Linked DNA regions of Triticum aestivum: region 1 is linked to region 2. Evidence: chromatin contacts called from public Hi-C data. All regions are on one chromosome and are shown on one strand. Each heading gives the region's core, a stretch centred on a gene start, on an enhancer-like site or on the middle of the called end of the contact. The rest is flanking DNA. Distances are from core to core; before and after follow the strand shown. Region 1 has its middle 61 kb from the start of LOC100873126. Region 2 holds the start of LOC100873126 (transcription factor HHO6).

Region 1 (7,272 bases), core at 336-2,835, 63 kb before region 2:
ATATAAACCTACAAATTTTGAGCCGACAATAGGTTGATGAGAAGTTTTCGCTGGTACATGCACCTATATTTTGCTTTCTTCAAAAACACTTGGCACTTTTCTATGGGAAGGCTGAAATGCTCTATGTATTGTCCTTCCAACCTGCCATATTCCTCCGTAAAATCAACATTACTTTCCCATCTAATACCACACCCATCTCAAATGTGATCTATTTTATTAGCTAAACCCCGTGGGGACCAAATTGTTCTGGATAGATTGTTTTCCGTGTTTCAATAGACCCCAAATGACATTTTCGTTTAGAACTACATGTGCATGTAGGAGCAAAACAAAAATGGGAACTGGAGTCGCATAATAGTATGGCTCACGGATGTGGACGGGGATGAGTGCAGCTCGAGTACCGTCCAATAGACTGATTGAGATCTTACCCGATCCGATCATGGCCAACATCTTTCTTTTTGCGCGAAGATTGGGCCATTTTCCTTTGAAAGGAGATGGGGAACGAGACTTTAGAAGATTCTTCCATCTTCGACAAAGCAACGCGCAAGTAATACAATAATAGCCTGGCTTTGTATGGGCGCCGTAAAAATGAGCGGTTCTAGAATCGGCGATATTTTGCCTAGTCAAGTTACCTATCCTGAATCTCAAATGTTCTTTTTTTTGGAACATGAATCTTTACAAATGTTGTATCTTCTTATGGAGGCACATGCGTTTGATTCTTCTCTATAGCCGCAGTAGCCGATCCATACATACAGTCCACAGGACATAGATTTCGGGGGAACAAGGCAATTCCGAATTCTTATTTTGTTTCTTCTACCTATCACCTATGCGTAAAAGCAAACACAACAGTGCCCCTAATGTCAATATCCAAGAAAAAAAATACAACGAGAAATCAAAGGTAGAATTCATGGTCCATGGATGTCCATCACCCTTTGGTGGCTCAAATATTCTCTAACTTCACACGAGATTCTCGCGGAAAGCAGCAAATCAAAAGGAATTTCTTCTTTCTTCTTTTCTGATTCCGGCAGCTGAGCATGACGCGCATATTTCTAGTGCTAGCCGTCTTTCCTTGGGTGCTACCAGTACCATGTTACATCAATCTAACAGTTACCAAGAAAAGCATAGGATTGAAAATGAGTTGGTGTTGGTAGAAAAATGGGGATGGTATCTTTCTATCTAGTCGGAAGCCACAATTACAACTGAGTTCGAGTTAGGGTTATCAAGACACTGTAAATCGAAAAAGGAAACTGCAAGGATTTTTCGAAGCCAGTCGTACAATGAATCAATCAAAAGAGTTTGTAGGCGAATTTTAGCATAGGACATCGGTCACTTGGAGCCCCTACAAGATTTACTTTTTTCGCGGAACGAAATTCTAGTAAACAAAATCTCAGATAAACAGAGAATCTAGTAGTACTAGTAAAATTCCCAGGCCAGGCCTCGCTTTTGCTCCTAGGGAATTTGGGTGCAGCTGAATCCAGTGCATGCGGACGGTCACAAACTGCCGCATATACAGCCACATCCGTGCTCCGTTTTCCTTTGCATCTGGCCAAGCACTGACCTGTGGATATATTCCTCTTTTAACCAAGTGGCGGGTCCAGCTATGCGGCGATTCGATGTGCCTGTCTCACTGACAGACGGCCACGTTAGCACGGCGCCACAGAGAAGCCGACAGAAGCAACATGCGAGTCCACCTCGTCGATTCCCTCCTCCTTTTCCCCGCGGAAACAAGAATCTCTCTAGCTGTTTGTTTTCTTCTCCAACCAAACAGTCCAGAACGTGTCGAGAACTTGAGTATTTACAAAAAAGAAATTATGATTTAGTAGAAATGAAGCCTCTGCCCTAAAATTTTCCGTGCGAGCAAAGTCACAGCACAAACTGCAGAGTCTCCTGGGCTGGTGCAACCACTACAACTTTGCTTTTATGCTTCTTGTATGCAATTCGTTGGCATTGTTTTACCCTATTTCTTTAGGACTTCATACCGATTAAGAAAGGATAGATGAGACAGACTCACACAATCTTTTCACTTAATTGGTACAGTAATGAGTTCGTTGGGTGGTGCCCTGTCACAATCCTGTGAAAGAATCTTGAGTGAGTGCTCCATGGCAGCACCTTCACACCACAAAAAGGATATATATTACTCCTTCCTATGGATGGCATGCACCTCCAAGCTTCTATGGTCCAACCACAAGGAAGGGATCAGGATCTGATCTCACCTCATCCCCACTAATAAATTAGGTTTTAAGATGAGATAAGATAACATATAAGAATCTCTAGCGCCATGTTTGTTTAAAGGATCCTAATCTCCGGCGCATAATTCAACGGATAGAGAAAGAAGACAAGATGTACAAGTCCTTGGAGTAAAATTCAGGATCTCAAAGATTCTTCTTCTGCCCTTGAGAATGGTCTTAGTCTTTCTTGTTCTTTGCAGGCCTTGGGGGCTAGCTCTTGGGACCTGGAAGGGCCAAAATTTCCAATTAATCAATCACCGGTCCACATGTTCAGCTTTCAGATGTGCTACCAGGACTTTAAGTGCTTGGATTTGGACCCTGGTCACTGGCATGGCATGGCAGGACAGTGCTACTATTAACAGAAAATAAAATATTTATCCATGTGTTTTCTAGCTAGGTACCTTCAATAAAAATGTTTGTGGCGTACATATCCCATAAACAACAGATAATGCGCAATTATACTCAGTCTGTTTCATATCATATGTGTCATCATCCTACCACAAGTGACATGAAGTACGGTAAATATAATCGAAAAATATACATGGAAAATTCAACTTGTTACTTACTAGTTTGTACTACTACAACCTACAAGGAGAAGGGAGTGGCATATAGCTTTAAGGGGACATCTAAAGGGGTTTCAAAGGGCACTTAGCATGACATTGACAAACACCATTGCAAAAGTTAGCCGGTATATATTGCTAGTGGTCTATGCTTGCAGCCACATTTGACTTGGAGATACGATAAGGATCTTGATAGGTGCAGAACCCTTTGGTGATCATAGCTAACATGGCAATATATTACATCTTCTTGGGGTAAACACCCCTTTTCAAAAGAAAAATAAATGCATCTTTTTAAGGGCATCTTTAAAACGGACCCACAAATCATTCGCATCTATCCGGACAGCAGAAGCCGTCCAACGCATGCTTGTATCGGTGGCGGGGCGGTCCGGACACGATTTCTTCCGCAAACTAGAGACAAAATTTGAGAAGCTTTGCGGGAGGCCGGGCATGCGAAACGTAGGAATCTGACACGCCCGGCCCACCCAAAACCCTCCCCTGACCCCGCGACTTCATCCTCCCCATTTTCTCTCCTTTCTTCTTCCTCTCTCGCCTTCGCCGCCGCTCCACCACCCCGGCCACCACGCCACACCCCTGCCGGAACTCTACGTCTCTGGCACCTCCAGCGCTCCGGCGGGGCTCCACCCCGCTTCTCCTCCGTCTTTGTTCAACCCCTGTCCTCCGATCGCCCCGTCAGGTACCATCCGCTACTGCTATTCTCACCATGCCAGACCAGAATTCGGACACATTTGAAGAGTTTATTCAAATGCATCAATAAATTCAGCGTCGACCAACTCATGAGCAGCTGAAGAAAGATCCGATTGAGTACCAATGGGAGGTCAAAGGGGAAAACAATGTTGGGATGTAATATTTTCTTTTTAATTTAAACTAGTAATGCATGCAACTATTTGAACATTTGTACCACTTGCATGCGTCTATTTGATCGTGCGGACTTGAAAAAAGAAAAGAGAAAGACCGGATATATGTGGCTATGGTTGGATGGTATCCTCCTGCATCTGTGTCCGCCGACGGATGCGGGAGGAAATTTGGGGGGTTGCCATTGGAGATGCCCTAAGAGCATCTACAGCCACATATGACAAATATGGCTCCTCAAACGCCCGTGGACGCGCTCGGGAGCGTCCACGTGCAGTGACCGGGCACGCCTCAATTTCACTTGTTGCATCCGGACATATCATACTAGATTCTTAAATCTATAAAAAGACATCACTATTAGGAAAAACACTACCAGTAGCGTGATTTTTTTGCATACTAGTAGCGTGGGTTCCCGCGCTACTGCTACGGTGCTATAACTAATTTTTAGCAGTAGCGCGTTTTTTACCCCGCGCTATAGCTAAAAAGTTAGTAGTAGCGCGTGTGCACGCACGCTCTACTAACCTAAAACCCATGCTATTACTAAACTAACTACTAGTAGCCCTCACTTTTGACCCACGCTACTACTAACAATTTAGGAATTAAAAAAATAAAAATTAGATGTAGTACTCATGAATGGTAATACGTCCAGTGCAAATCAAACCAACTCACAGAACCATCTCAAGATTCCATTTAACATCAGACACACACAACCATCATCGTAAGGTGGGTACCTTCCCTAGTGGTCTACCACCAACCTAAACAGACCACCTCTCTAGATGTATCTACAAGGCTAGGAGTTCAGACGCCGGTGGACACGAATCCTCCCTCTCGCGGACGGTGGCGTCGAGGTCCTCCACATCGGCGACCTCCGGCGTCGAAATCACCTGACGATCATCTGTGCGACGTGGCCATTAGGCTTCACGGCGAAGTCCGCCTCTGAGTGGTTGAAGAGCACAGCGCCACCGGGCCGCGCTTGTCAGCGTCGATCACCTCTGCGCCCACGTCGGGAAGGTGAAAACTTGTTAGTACACAAATTGCATCAGTTCAACGGAATAGTACTATTAACAGTGTGCTGCAAGAATAAGAAAGCTCAATGTCAAACATCACTTCGGTTGTTAAAAATATCATTCATTCATCATATAACATTATTTTTTGTTGTCAAATCCTGTACACCAAATTCACATTTACAAGAAGTCAACTTCTAATTTCTAAATGGCTGAAAAGTGATCTATTTGGTAATAACAAATGCCAACAGTCAAATTCATATTGGCAGAGATCTCATAAGAATCTAAGACAAACATACAAGCAATGAAGCATATGGGGCGTCCTTCAAAAGTTCAGTCAACCCTTCATATGAATCCGACCAAATCTAATAACATAAAAGGTTTTGAGTAGATAAGGCACCTTTGGGAATGATAACTTTGGTGGAGCTTCGACAATTTCACCAAATTTAACCTTTTCACGTCCAGGGAATTCAAGATGAGTCTCGACCTTACCAGCCTTGCACTTCTTTTTCTTCTCATTCAGATGTCTGAAACCAATGATACAACATATTTATGATCATACATTGCCATGAGTGAATGTGGAAGTTCTCTTATAATATTTTGTCCTAGTTCAAAAATAAAAGCTGAAGCAAGATACATGGGTTATTCTTTACACGAGGCAACATTGGATCCAAATGAATTGATGCAAAAGCTACACAATTAGAGTCAAGCAAACTAAGACAGATCAAATGGTTAGACAACTTACTTCTTCATTTTCTGCTTCTTCGCAACCGAGAAATATAGAACATCTACAAAGTACATTTTCTTTGAAGTCATTCTTTTCTACACCCTATAAAAGCTGTCACTCAAGGAGTGACATGTTTTTTATTACAAAAATTCACCACATTCTGATTAACATGGAAAAGCAAGCTAGAGTTAGCAGACCAAAATTAGGTTCAAAATGTAATGCTACAGATATCCAATATTCAGGGCATCTCCAGCCACGCCCCCAACAGGCCCTCCCCAGGCGATTTTGCCGCGCCGGCACCAAAAAAGGCCACAGTCGTGCCCCCAGAAGCCCATTTTTCGCCGGCTCGGGCCAAAACTGGTGCCGACGGACCCAGGCCGAACCCGGCGCCCTGGGGGGCGCTTGGGGAGCCGGCACAAGCGAAAAAGGCGCGTGGGCCCGCCCTAGAGGCGACCTGAGGGCCTTTTCCCGCCGTTTCTTGACGCTTTTCCCTCGCATCTCTCCCGCTCGCTCGCCTTCCTCCCGCCATTCTCTCCCTTTCTCCCGCCAAACTCCCTTCCGCTCGCCGCGAAGAAGTACGCCATGCCGCCGAAGAAGTACGCCATGCCGCGCGCGGCGGCAACCGCGACTGGCGCCGTGGCCCAACCGAAGCAGAGGAAGCCGAGGGCGCCGCCATCGAAACCACCGGGCCTGTCGAACGCCGAGTGGAGGGTGGAAGTTCAGCGGCGAGAAGCAGTCACCGCTGACAGGCGGAACAGGGCCATAGCCAAGAAGGCCCGCGACAATGCGGCGCGCACGGCGGCGTCTTCCTCATCGGTCGACAAGGCGGGGATGAATCCACCTGTCGTCAGCCACGCCCAGTACGCGCCCTGGGGACAGCAAGGCGCCGGATCTCCATGGGGTTCATCGTCGCCCGGCTACGCCGACGGCGACGCGCACGGTGGGTTCAACCCAAACGTGACCTTTCCTCATGGTCACCCCGCTATGCGCACGCCCTCGCCCGCCTTCGTCAGCGTGTAGTACCCTCCATACAACTACTCGCCGCCCGCCGCCTACGCGTCCACACCGACGCCCCATCTCTACCGTGGACCGCTACCCTTCTCGCACCTCGGCAACGGCGACGACACGGGAGCCGACATGGACGACATCATCGCGACAGGATCGACCGCGGCCGCCGCGTCTCCCGGGTTCGCCACCCAGGACGAGGTAGTGGACCTCAGCGGCGACATGGAGGCCGAGCTCGGCTACGTCTACGGCGATGACGCGCAGGAACCCGAGGAGGAGGAGGAGGACGAGGAGGAGGAGGAGGAGGAGCCGGCTCCTGTTCCGACGAAGGGGCGCCAGAAGAAGAAGAAGCGGGCGGCTAGGTCAGGCGAACCGCGCATCAAGTGGAAGTCCAAGGAGGAGGAATGCCTCGCCGAAGCATGGAAAGTCGTCTGCCTCGACCCGACCACCGGGCGCGAACCAGAGCTTGGAGACGTACTGGGACCGCATCAAGGCCGAGTTCGACGAGTGGAAGCTCGTCGACCCCTACGCCCGCCGTTCGCCCGCATATCTTCGTCCCCTACGCCCGCCGCCCGCCAACTGTTCGTCCCTCCGCGCAGCTGCTGCGTATGTTCGCCATGTATCGGGGCGACAACCAAGACGCCGACTTCAAGCACCTCCACGTCTACAAGCGCATTGACAAGTGCGAGAAGTGGGCGGAAGTCCGACGTGTCCTCGACAAGGCCAAGGAGACATACAAGCCGGACGCGACGACTACGGGCGCGTCAGAGGGGCGGCCGGACGGCCACAAATTGGCAATGGAGGGGAAAAGCGCCGACGCGGCAACCGCGCGAGTGCAAGAGTCCATCGAGCATTGCCTCGCCGACGCCCAGGCCCGGGCC
Region 2 (6,705 bases), core at 2,094-4,593:
AACCCGGATAAACTTCTCCCCGCAAGCAAACCTAGCACGGAGCCGATCAGTGCACCGTCTGTGACTTCACGTTGCTTCAACCAGAGGGTCATTGCACGGCAAATTCAAGTTGATACGCAATATACTTTGGACCTGTTTAACGTTAGCTAAATCAATCTGAAAAAAGAACTAGTGTTGGCACCAAACGGAGTACCTGCACATATGTGGTAGGAAGTGGAATCTTTGTGGTGGTTCACCCTCGTCTTCCAGCCAACAAAGAGAGGAATCTTTTTTTTTTGAAAGGAACAAAGAGAGGAATCTTTGTAGCTCGAGAAATGTGACGCTAGCTTGTCTCTATGTTTCTAGAGAGAGTGAGAGAGAGAGCGTGAGGAGACGACATAATCTCTCTCTTCGCCATGCCCTCTCAGCAATGGCAGCAACAATATACCCGTCGATATCTCTCTCCCTCTTTCTCTCGGCTGGCCCACTCATACAAGGAATCCTTATCCTTTTGCCAACAGCTTCTCCGCGTCTTTAAACAGCCAAGACCACCCAATCCACCCTCGTGCTTGATTATGGGGTCTTGCTTGGAGGTGCATTCTGATCCATTCAAAATGCACATCTTGTTCATCGACATAATTAAAGCAACGAGTTTCCTCTGATACACACACAAATTTGCAAATGGAAGTGTTGTACACACGACATGCTCCTGCACGATTTGCGGCTGATGCGGTTACAAGCCATCCAGGTTTAAAAAATGAGGTAATCTAACGGTGTACTTAGCCTGTCGTGTGTGCATCGTGCATGGATTCATCGTGTGCATAGCGGTGTTCATTTGCAAATTACAGGATACTAGCATCCGGAGTAGGCACTTAAGAAGTTACCAGAGCTACGGGCGAGCCTTGGGCTTACAACCAGGTGCCGTCGAGGCATAGAAACGCGCTGCTAGCCATCTGATCGGTCATATCACATACAAATTTGATGAAATTGTTTAGATTTTGTATTTTTAACAACAAGATCACTAACTAACCGAAGATAACAAGTTCTACTCGGACGAAAAGATCTTTTTAGAAACACAATACAACACAGGCACTCACAAACATGTACATATGGCTGGTCTTAAAGTTGACGAAGTCATCACCGACGCCTCACAATTGACGGGAACATTGCCTCTCACTGAAAGAATATTTTGCCTTTATTAGACCGCAAAGCGTCAAACCTAGAATTTTATTCCTCCGCATAGCACTGTCCTCCTAACCATCCAATCATAGTTTGGTTCTCTGATCATACGATAAAATATATTAACTCACATTGCACCATTTTAGCATTGCATGCGGCTACCCGGATTGGCGGAGCTCTACCTCCCCATCTTGTTGTTTGTCGAACGTTGCAGCGGCAGCAACGAGATTCGCCCCTAGTGTTGTGTTCTGCACAAAAGTCCCTAGTGTATGCTCGCGGCGGCGGTTGATGGCACATCACATCAATAGAGTTGCGATGGCCGGTCCTCCTACACTGTTCTCCTTAACTGTGTCGCAGTTGTCGTTGGCATCGAGGAAGGGGGGGGGGGGGGGTTGTTCTCGATCATTTCGGGTGGCAGCAAGTGGATTTATGGGTGACGCGGTATCTTCGACAGTTCGCAAATCACAACTGACGTGTCTTCGGCACCATCTTCGACAGTTCGCTTTGATGAACAAAAATTGTAATTATACTTTATGTGCTCAGTTTTACTTTTGCCAAGGATATTATACACACAATCATTTTGAAGTAGCAGAGAAGCGAAAGGCATAACATGCTTGCTAGCACATCCACCTCGCTAGGCAATAATCGACGAAATTGAGCAAAATCGTAGACAGGTTTATAGCCCATCCTGAACTAATCTGTGGTTGAATGGTTAAAAGAACATTGATATCCCATCCTATCAGGGTTCAAGTCCTAGACTTGACACCGGTGGTCGCAATTTTCTGAATTTGTTTCAGGCCTTTCGCTTACGTGCGTTCACTGCGAGGAGGCACTCCTGTTACCTACGAAGGCGTCTGTAACGACTTCGTCAATCTCAAGATGATGTGCTGGCTCGGTCTCTTGGAGGTGCTCATAGAGGCTGGATGTGAGCGTGTTTATAGAAATGAGTGTATGCGCGTATTTAGGAGCGTGTGTGCCTGTGTTGTGTTAAAAAATACATAAAGTCAGTCTATAAGGAAAAATATATATGGTACAATTCTGAAAGGAAAAAAAGACCATGAGAACTTTTGGGAGGTTCATGCAGCAGGCCAGCACCAACAAGTCTAGCTAGCTCGGATAGGAGCTACAATGGCGGTAGCCACGTGGCCCTGCGTTTATCCCGATGGTTATTCCGACTGGATGCCTACGTCTCACCTACTCCACCAGCCGGATCTTCAACACAGCAGCCGAGCCGAGACGCCGCGATTCCTTGGCCGAATGGACCACGGAATACGCATGACAGCCAAAGGGAATCTTCCGCCCATCAACCGTCATCCGGCCCCTCCATCTTTTCCAATATTGCACGCCGCTGAGGATTCAAGAAAGCTTTTTTTTCTTTCAATAACGCATCGTGCTCCCCAAAAATGAAGAGGAAAAGATTCCGGGGTGCAGGAGGGCCTTGTGTGGTGTTATGGGAATCTAGAGGGGGTGCGGCGTGAAAGTGCGGGAAAAGATTCCGGCTTCCGGGGGACGGGGCACCGCGGGCGCGTGGGAGGAGGCGGTATCTGGACGCCTCTTCTGTGTTACGCGACGAAACGCCTCTGCCTCTGCCCCCGCCTGCCAACCACATCCATCCACACCGCATGCGGGCAGCATCTTCTTTTCTCCGACTCCCACCCCCCCCTCCACTTTACCGTCCTGCCCCTACCACCCTCCCATAAGTGCAAACCTTTCATGTAAAAAAATAATTATTTCTTCACCTAAAAATTGTTGTATACCCTCTTGCGTATATAACGATATTTTCTAATACTCAAGAAAGCGATTTTTATTCCCGCAAAAGAATGTTTCTTAGATTCTTGTAAAATCTTCACTACCGCGTGGTACACTGGTGTAGTAGCTAAGTGTTGCTAAAATTCCCAAATAAACCAACTTCTACAATTAGCTAGAAAAGCACTGGGCAGCTTGGTAATAAGCGCCGTGAACTTTTTCCCCGCCAGTGAATTGTCGACAAACATTCCCCCCCCCCCCCCCCCTAGTTTTATTTATTTACAAAGGATAAGTAGGAGAGTAGTAGGGAGCAAGAAAGAAGACAGTAGTATCTTCCGTGGACGATTCCATGCTGTTCCTTTCCGAAATGACCATTCTGCCCTCCCCCCGGCCACCTGAACCGTCTCCTCCTCCGGTATAAACGCGGCACCAGCACGCAAACGGCACCACCATCTCCATTCCCACTCCTACCAGTACCTCCTCTCCGTCGTTGTGGATCTGTCCGGGCGAGACCGGGGTCGATCGTGCTGCATCTCGCGCGGTGAGAGGGAGCTCTGGAGTCTGGACTGGCGGCGGCGATGGGGTCGTCTGCGGTGCAGAAGGAGGCCGTCGTCCTCAACGGCGGCGGAAGCGGAGCGGGGGAGGACCACCGGCTGCGGGCGCTGGCGGCGAGGACGGTGACAGACTCGCTCAGGGCGGCCGTGGCCAGGTCCAGCGCGGCGGACAAGGCGGCCAGGCTCGAGGAGTGCGCCCGGAGCCTCGAGGCCGAGAAGGCCAAGATGGAGGTCTTCCGCCGCGAGCTCCCCATCAGCGTCCACCTCATCGCCGACGGTGCGTCCGTCCGCCCGCCCCGCTCTCGCAAGTCGCAAACGGTTCCAGGTTTATTGAATTGTTTGGCTGAGTTTTATCTTTCTGTCGTGTTGGGTGCAGTGATCGAGTGGCTGAAAGATGAGGTGGCGCAGCACCGGAGACCCGCGCCGGATCAGCTGCTCGCACCGGCGCCGTCGCCGTCACCTGCACCGCCGGAAAAGAGGAAGGCGGAGGTCGTCAAGACGGAAGCAGACGCGAGCGACAAGCGGAGCTGGATGAGCTCCGCGCAGCTCTGGACCTGCGGGAGCCACAGCAGCACCAGCAACAGCAATGGCGACAGCGTCAAGAAACACGCGCAAAAGGTAGGGCCATGAAATGGGAACTATGGAACACCGAAAGGAGATGTGGCCAGTTCAAATTATCAAATGTAAAAACGAGGTGGAATTTTATAACCTGTGCTTAATTAATCATGCTAACTAGATAATTTAATTAAGATTGTTTTGCAAAGGGTGAAAAGTATACTAGCATAATGTCATCAAGAACTAAAAATACTAAAAAGTTGTACTATAATGTTCAAGAATGATGGCGAATTGTTAAACTATGTGACACTGAAAAACTGGGAAACTTTACAACTCGTCTCGTCAGTGAAAAGTGGGGAAATTTTGTGCTAGCTTTTTCAGCTCATGTGCAATGTTCATTTTGGAGATTTTTGCACCACAAATATGCCAAGATGGCTTGTCTTGCTATCTTCAGATCATACTACTTTTTTGTGGCGGTTTTGAGGTGTCAATGTTTTCTTAAAAAAGATGTCAATTTATCCTACAGATTTTGCATCCCATTCCCATGACAACAACAATCCCAATCTCATTAGCTCATATTCTGAAGAAGTCAATTTCAGATAGCGTATCTGTCTGTTTCTTGTTTCTTACCTGTGTTGTTAATCTGAATTGCATCAGGTGTCCAATGCATTCATGCCACTGAATGGCTTGCCAACCTTAGCAAAATCATCGGAGAGACCAGAGGCGGCGGCCATGGCAGTCCCGGAGCTGTCCTTCTCATCTCCAGCGATCGACGCCCCCTGCCCGGCCGCCCCGAGTGCCGACAGCAGCGCCGTCACGGACGCTGGCGCTCAACGCGAGCAGCAGTCGGCGCAGCGGAAGGCCAGGAGGTGCTGGTCGCCGGAGCTGCACCGCCGGTTCGTCGCCGCTCTCCAGCGCCTCGGCGGCCCGCAAGGTGGGGGTTGAGCATTTCGTAAATCACATTATTTGTCGGAATGCTTTGGACAATTAAGATATGTTCTTCGTGGCTGGTGTGCTGAAATTTTGCTTTGCTGTTGATGCAGTGGCCACTCCTAAGCAAATCAGGGAGATGATGAAGGTGGATGGGCTCACGAATGATGAGGTCAAGAGCCACCTGCAGGTTTGTTCTTATTAACTTCTTTCTGTTCATCAATCTAATCTAGTAGAGTACAATTTTCCATGTTTCCGACCACATGTGCATCAGAACATTTACCAGAAATACAATTCTCTTCCTGCAGAAATACAGGCTGCACACACGGCGAGCATCCGACGGCGACCAGCAGCAGTCGGCGTCAGCCGGACAGTGGCCACGGCCGGAGCAGTACACCACGTCCCAGCACAGCTCGTCGCAGTCTGGCTCGCCTCAGGGGCCGCTGCAGCTCACCGTGTCGAGCCGGGGGATGTCGGTGACCGTCGGAGACAGCTGCGATGGCGGCGAGGAGAACGAAGAGGAGGACGGCAAGTCGGCGAGCTACAGCTGGGAGATGCAGCAGAACGGCACGAAGGCTTCGTTGTCGTCTTGAACACAAAAGAACATGTGTAGAATTTCAGAGGCACGCTGCACAGCAACACACCGCTGAGGGGTTCAGGATTGAGGCTTTTTCTTCTTCTTTGTGTAAAGTGGGTGAGAGGTTCTGAGATTGAGAGGTGTGTTCTTTTTGAGGTGGAATGTGCCGAGAGTTAACTGAACTGACGTGAGTCGTTGGGTTATACTGTATGAGCTATGTTATTAACATTCTATAGAACTTTTGGTTAAAAAATTGGGTGACGATCTGTCGTGCGTGCACTCCATGGCATCCACCAGGAGGAGCTCACTGCCAATTTTCCGTGTGGCAGCAGAGCCTTGGATCTTCATCCTATGCTACAACACTAATATGTAAGTTTGGAAAATCCATATATTGGTGGCGCGATAAACCAAGGGTAATATCTCACTAGATGTTAGTGGACATAACATTACTATGTTCTAATGTTTTTGTAGAAAGGGGGATTAACTCAGAGGCCCCTGCATCATTACATGCACACATATGTATCTATTATATCCAACTTTTTTTGAGGGAAATATTATATCTAAATAGAAGCTCCCTACTATTCGATTTCTCTTCATGCAGCCCATCCACATCAGCGATCAACATGTAGCCTTCCACCGAAGCAAATCTGCCACCTCAACAATTCTATTTGTTTTTCTTCTTCAAATAAACGACATTTTTTTTACCCCGTCACTCTGTTTGCCGCCCCTTCCACTTCATGACCGCTGCCAGCTGGTAATATGTTGTCCCAAGCCAAGGACATTGATTGGATGGTCCGAAGTTCCCAAGCCAAGGACATTGATTGGATGGTCCGAAGTCTCTGTTGTCTAATAGCCATCGTGCTAGTGTTTCGCGTGTTGGTTGGCAGATATCTGCAGTCCTCGACGATGGCTCCTTTCTCCATAACAGGTTCTCTCTCCTAGCCCCTTCTCGCGGTCTCTTGATTCTGCTCCCACACGCTAAACGTGTTGTGTCACGTAGTTGAGGCGCATCCGGGTGGACTCAACCGAGTTAGTTAGATAAAGATAGATAGCTAAGATTCTTGCAACAACATTCATCTCAATCTCTCTATTCTTTCTTATCTCAAGGATATGCCCGCGCCTATATAACATATAGCCGTCGCCTCCAACGAGGTACGACGCTTACCACAAGTTTACATGGTATAC

The links. A called contact is a pair of places that touch in the nucleus more often than the background predicts.
Region 1: a contact with region 2 is called in a Hi-C map of leaf, with 5 times the contacts expected there. The contact joins the enhancer-like site here to the promoter of LOC100873126 in region 2. A contact is called at or near these places in 3 of 5 Hi-C or Micro-C datasets (leaf and root) and 1 of 1 datasets of contacts at active chromatin or transcription factors (leaf).

What each region holds. Positions count from the first base shown.
Region 1 is chr5B:91,097,759-91,105,030 of IWGSC CS RefSeq v2.1, reverse strand. No RefSeq gene overlaps it. Among protein-coding and RNA genes, the nearest start is that of LOC100873126, 61 kb to the right of the region's middle. Within about 2 kb of position 1,585, at least 2 of the 8 cell types and tissues checked have an H3K27ac peak or open chromatin away from gene starts, as enhancers often do. A contact at or near this core is called in leaf, where this site is marked.
Region 2 is chr5B:91,036,873-91,043,577 of IWGSC CS RefSeq v2.1, reverse strand. It overlaps LOC100873126 (transcription factor HHO6), which reads left to right and starts at 3,343. Exons shown (of 5, transcript XM_044531123.1): 1 at 3,343-3,735; 2 at 3,835-4,076; 3 at 4,671-4,947; 4 at 5,057-5,133; 5 at 5,252-5,675. The coding sequence starts at 3,483. The coding sequence ends at 5,536.